Regions from separate parts of the Anas platyrhynchos genome. Here region 1 is linked to region 2. A link is a contact called in public Hi-C data. All regions are on one chromosome and are shown on one strand. The core of a region is the stretch at or near the end of the contact, and the rest is flanking DNA. Distances in the headings are between cores, read along the strand shown.

Region 1 (2,700 bases), core at 115-2,614, 35 kb before region 2:
TCCAACAGGAACAGCAGTATTAGAAAGCTGTGTGACACAAAGCCTCCCTCAGCTGAACGCTGCTTTGGGAGAGGCTTCTGGTACAGCACTACCATGCATCTGTTTGAGAGGCTAGTGCATGATTTTCTCTTTGAGCCTTATATAATTGCTCACTCAAGATTCCAGCATCTTTGCCAGATTTGTTAGAAGTGTTCAGTTTGTTCCTCTAGAAAGTCACATAAAAGTCGCTGACAGTATTTGTGTTCATGCAGCAAAAGACCAAAACTCATGCTTCTTTTATAGCTAAAATCAAAATTGGTTCAAACAGACAAGTTTAATAAACAGTGATGACAGGAGCAAGGAGAATGACAGGCATCAACTTTTCACATCAGAGAACTGCTTAAACAAATCCTTTTTTTTTTTTAACCTTTTAACTGTGAACTGATTTGTATATTATTTGGTTAATAGTGTACACACAATGCAACCTGTTTATTACCCTACTATTACCTAATTAACAACAACAAAAAAACATATATATATATATAATCTCCTCCATGTCAAAGGTAGGTAAATCATTAAAACATTGGTCTATGCTACATGCACTACTGAAATTTTAGTTCAGTTGGCCTTTGCTTTGCAGGCCAATCTTCTGTTAGTAATTTTAGCAGCTGGCGAGCCCGTTCACGATGGCAGGATGATGCTGTTGCATAGCAATGTTCTCAAAATTCCAGCTTTGCATGTACCAGTGGTGAAGAGAAACTGGACGTTGTGTTAGGTTAAGTGAGGCCCAAGAGCACCCTTGCCCTTGGCAAGCTTAAGGAGCATTTGGCTGTGAGAATTCTGTCCTTGCTAGTCACTGTCAGGGTGCAGACTTTCTGGAGGGTCTTGTTCCCAACTGCATCTGAGACTTCTAAGGTCAGTCCTCTCGAATTCTCCTTTCCATGAGGAGAACTAGACTCAGACCTTCAGCTAAGGACAGGGAACAGGGTGCTAGAATGGTGCACCATGGTGGCATTCTGTGCTGGCTGTGGCATTGGCGAATTATCATCATATCATATATAGAATGGCTCAGGTTGGAAGGGACCTTAAAGATCATCTAGTTCCAACCCCCTGCCATAGTGTTCTGCAGGGTGTTTGCCTTGCCAGCTGAGGAGGGTATGCTGGCTCGGAGAGTTTGTCTTTGTCACATCGGTTCTCACCTCTTCCCCTAGCATGCAAGGTAACACAAATCAGCATTATGTTGGCACTTTTTGCAGGTCATGTCCCTGTTCTTCGAGGACTGCAAACCAGTGGCTGTAAAGGGCTTTGCTGGTGAAGAGCACTCACAACCCTGAGTCTTCATGAGCTGCTGACAATAGGGGGTGCTGTGTAGCTGTCTTTGTAGGGTTTCTTTCTTTCCAGGGACAAAAACAGTATTTGGGTTTCCTCTAGGTGCAGGCTGGTTCTCTTCCCTCCCTGCCTGTGCTGCAAATGCCTTCTCACTTTGAGAAGGATTGTTTTGGAGACAAGTTTTGCTGATCAACTTCTGGCAGTTTAAAGAAGCTGATTGATCTGCTGCAGCAAGAATTCTCTGGGTGACTTGGGCAGTCACTTAGCTCTCCCCAGTGACCTGCTTTTAGGTGGGATGGCAATGACAATGCCAAGTTACTGGTGGAGAGCTGTGCAAGGTGACAATTATGTCAGCATTGTGTTGTTATGATTTGATCATTTCATGCAATATTGTTTGAGATATTTCCAGTTGTGCGGTGTGTGATACTGTCCACTATAACTTGATTATATGCCACTGTACCCTGGCAGAACTGCATTCCCCTTTTATAGCTTGCACTTTATAGCTCCTGTCATATGTGTTTCAGTGCACCAGGTGAGTATGAATTAGTGCTATCCACTCCTCCTGTTAACATTCATCTCACTTTTAGAGAGGAAAGTTTGTGGTCCAGAGGGCTTGGGTGTGCTCGGATAGCTCTTTGGAAGTGAAATTCTGCTCAGTACACATAGTGTAAAAAGCTCCCAAGACTCAGTGTGTTCCAATTTCTTTCAGACAACAGCTATTTGATGATTGCAACACAGTGACTAGATGGTGATGGTTAGAATGTCTTTTTCCTTTTTGGTTGTTTTATAGAAAATTAGTGTTCTAAAACTAAGTAATAGATCTCATGGAAGGGAAAGGTGATTCTATTATTCAAAGTCACTAAGCAAATTGATTTTATACAGTCATACTCCCATGATGTATCTTTTCAAATAGTCTGACCAGGATTGCTTCTGTATGACATGAAGGACAAATCAAATCTTCATCTTCCAGCTTCTTCTTGACTGCCAATGATGAATTAACTTTTGGGCTAATCTTTTATCTCCCTTAAGATATCTTTTATAAACTTTTACTATTGTTTTACTGTTAGCCTTTCTGTTATCCCGTTAGCCCACTGGGTTAACAGAAGGAATGGCATGTGTGATTTGCTGCCACCTCTGACATTCTCTTTATGTCAGAGTGCAGGGTTTTCTGTTAGCAAGAAGTCTGTGCTGTGGTCTTATTGAAGGCGGATCTTCTGGGCTCAATGGAAACAGCACACCCTTCAACTTGATGAAATGGCACCTCTTCTAATCAATACAGGCTTCTTTTTTAATTGATGTTTCAGTGTTTTCACACACACCTATTTCCAGTCATACACCATTTATACCAATTTCAGTTAAAAATATGCAATTTCATGTGGAAATACACTTCCT
Region 2 (2,700 bases), core at 16-2,515:
CTGTGATGGGGAGTGTGTAAAGGTCTGGATTGAGAACTATGAAGCAACATAGACCAAAAATAACAAACAGAACAAGTAAACTTTTAGGTTTTCTTGCAAAGATTTGCTTAAAAAATACTAGATCCCAAGTGAGAACATTCATGCCAAATTTGAAATCTCATTTGAATTTTTGTAACTGTTATCATCAGTGACATATAACCTTGGAAATAGGGTCTCATGACAGAAAGGGCGAGTCCCTTGACTGTTACCTCACAAAAAAGGAGATGCTCCAATGGGTTACAATTCTGAGACAAATCTGCAGGGCTGGTTTATGTCTGCATAACACCACTCAAATGGGCCTAAGCTGAGCACTTCACATTGTTTGAAGGTATTTGTAGGTATGTGATCAGCTGTACACAGCTGTTCCCGTAATGTTAGCCTTTAAGTATAACAAGCACAATCCAACAAATCCTTTATCCACTGAAATGTTGCTGCAGGGAGGGGGCATGGAGATTGGACACAGTGTCATGAAAGTAAAGAAGAGCTTATTTTCCTTTTTGTATCTCCTTATTCTTCTGCATTTATATGCAGAAGAAATGGAAGCTCCCAAGGAGCCCAGGCTGCAGAAAGAGTCCATGTGCCAGTGCTCTTTTTTCTCTCATTATCATACGGTTGCTATCAAACTCTAATTTTTGAAATAAAAAACCTGCAGAATTCTTTATTGGTACTATTAAACCTTCAATCTTCATTATTTAGGATAGCTACTTACGTTTTACTCAATGAAGTCATAATGCAACTGCTCCTATAAAAACTATTGAAATGGCTACTGTGGCAGCGAGTAGATTTTCCTTCGTGTAAAATAATCCTCTGTGAGTGAGACATAACTATCATTTACATTAATTAGGCAGCCATATAATGGGGTGTTCAATAGCTATTACATCATTTAAATTCTTCAGTGAGCACCTCAGCCACCCAAGAACTATCCAACTGAACATTTCTAAGTCCATAATTTTGAAATAATCCTTTAGAGGAAGAATATGCATGGCAGAGTGTTGCAGACAATTTCACACAAAAAAAATCATTTGGATTTATGGGGTTATCTTAACATTTGCAGGAGGTGTGCAATCCTATTTTTCTCTGCCCCCCAAAATAACAAAGCTATTAAGTGGTATCAGTTTGGGGGCTGATACTGTGTGTACACTAGAAGCTGGTCAAGGAGCTTGTATTCAGAGGTCTTCCCTGACAGCTGGAGGCATGTAAACAATGAGCAAGTTTCCTTAAACACTGTTACAAGCCTGGGGCCCTTGCCTGGATTGCTCAGCTGAGAAGCTGACTCACAGACAAATGGGAGCCATCCTGCTGGTGGTTTTGTTTTTCAACTTCTGCCTTTAACAAGCATGTGAGGTCTTCAGCATTTGCATTCAATTTTGTTGGTTGTTTTAAAATCTGTGAGATGAAAGCAAACTCCTTTGGCATTTCTGGTAATATCATACTTCCCAGGAACTATTATAACAGATATTCTAACTGTACTATTATTATATATTTTCACATATTTTAAGATGTGAGTCACAGTCAAAAGTTTGCACACATCGTAAAGCCAGGAGCTCATTCTGAGAGCTGAGAGGAACGATGCTGAATTTATTAACTAATATGCCAGGAAGAGCTTTGTATTAATAGGCCTGTACTGCAAATCTTTTAACATGCTGTTCAGCTGCCTATAGAAGGTGATGGTTATGAGGAGAACAGGCAGTATCTGAAATGACAAATAGCATGTTTTAAAGCAGTTTTTCTGGGCAAGAGTTAGGCCCTACGGGAATAGCTCCAAATTGAATGAAAAAAAATATTAAATTGTTGTCTTAGGTTGTGATTTTTCATTCAGCAACCCAGTTCAAAACTGTCAGTCATGTTACTTTGGTCAATTGCATACTGGATTTTTTTATCTACTTAATGATTATAAGGTGCTGTACCTCATCTGACTGATATAGTAGCGAGTAACAGAGCCTTTTAGGAGGGATAGCTCATAATTTGGTGTTAAATGTTGCTGGGACCTCTCTAGTTTTCCACAATCCCCATCTACATGCAGACTGTAGAGAGCTAGGTGTCAGAAACCACCTGCAGGTAGAGCACTAGGTTCCCTTGGTGCCGCAGCCCAGGGGGTTTGTATTTGCCAGATGCAAATGCTCCTCTCAGCGGCAGTGGATGTGTGATCCTTTATCTTTCACATTTGCTAGTTAATTTAATTAAACCAGTACACCGAGAGAGATGTCTGTCTTACCAAAACAATACATATTCATCAAACACTGTGGGAGATATAGTTCAGAATAGATATGACAGAATTAACAAAGGGGAATGTGAGGCAAAGGTGGGTCAAACCTCTGAAATTACATGGGGCTGGTCGTTGTTGCCACGTAACCTGGACACATACTTCTTAATCTGCTACACAGGAGCATGGTCTGGTGAATGCTGATGTACAAAAAGCTTTGTAAATCCAATTTTTCTTTCTGTTTAAGATGTATGAAGGTGGGTGTTTGTTATATTGGTCAGTTAACGTACTGTACTCACCAAGGGCCCCCGTGCTGACTTTGGGTGCAAGAAGCAATAGAGCTGGGACAAGAGGAACAGCTAATGGAGGTGAGTCATTCAAAGTACTCAGGTGTTTTCTGTATCAAGAGACCTTGTTTGGAGTTTGTTGCCAACGAGACCAATTGCTGGACATGTGCT

What was found. A called contact is a pair of places that touch in the nucleus more often than the background predicts.
Region 1: a contact with region 2 is called in a Hi-C map of liver, with 3 times the contacts expected there. The contact joins two enhancer-like sites. A contact is called at or near these places in 2 of 8 Hi-C or Micro-C datasets (liver and subcutaneous adipose tissue).

Annotation. Positions count from the first base shown.
Region 1 is chr12:19,798,670-19,801,369 of IASCAAS_PekinDuck_T2T, reverse strand. No RefSeq gene overlaps it. Among named protein-coding and RNA genes, the nearest start is that of PLEKHF1, 22 kb to the right of the region's middle. Within about 2 kb of position 1,364, at least 4 of the 8 cell types and tissues checked have an H3K27ac peak or open chromatin away from gene starts, as enhancers often do.
Region 2 is chr12:19,763,621-19,766,320 of IASCAAS_PekinDuck_T2T, reverse strand. No RefSeq gene overlaps it. Among named protein-coding and RNA genes, the nearest start is that of POP4, 8.0 kb to the right of the region's middle. Within about 2 kb of position 1,265, at least 2 of the 8 cell types and tissues checked have an H3K27ac peak or open chromatin away from gene starts, as enhancers often do.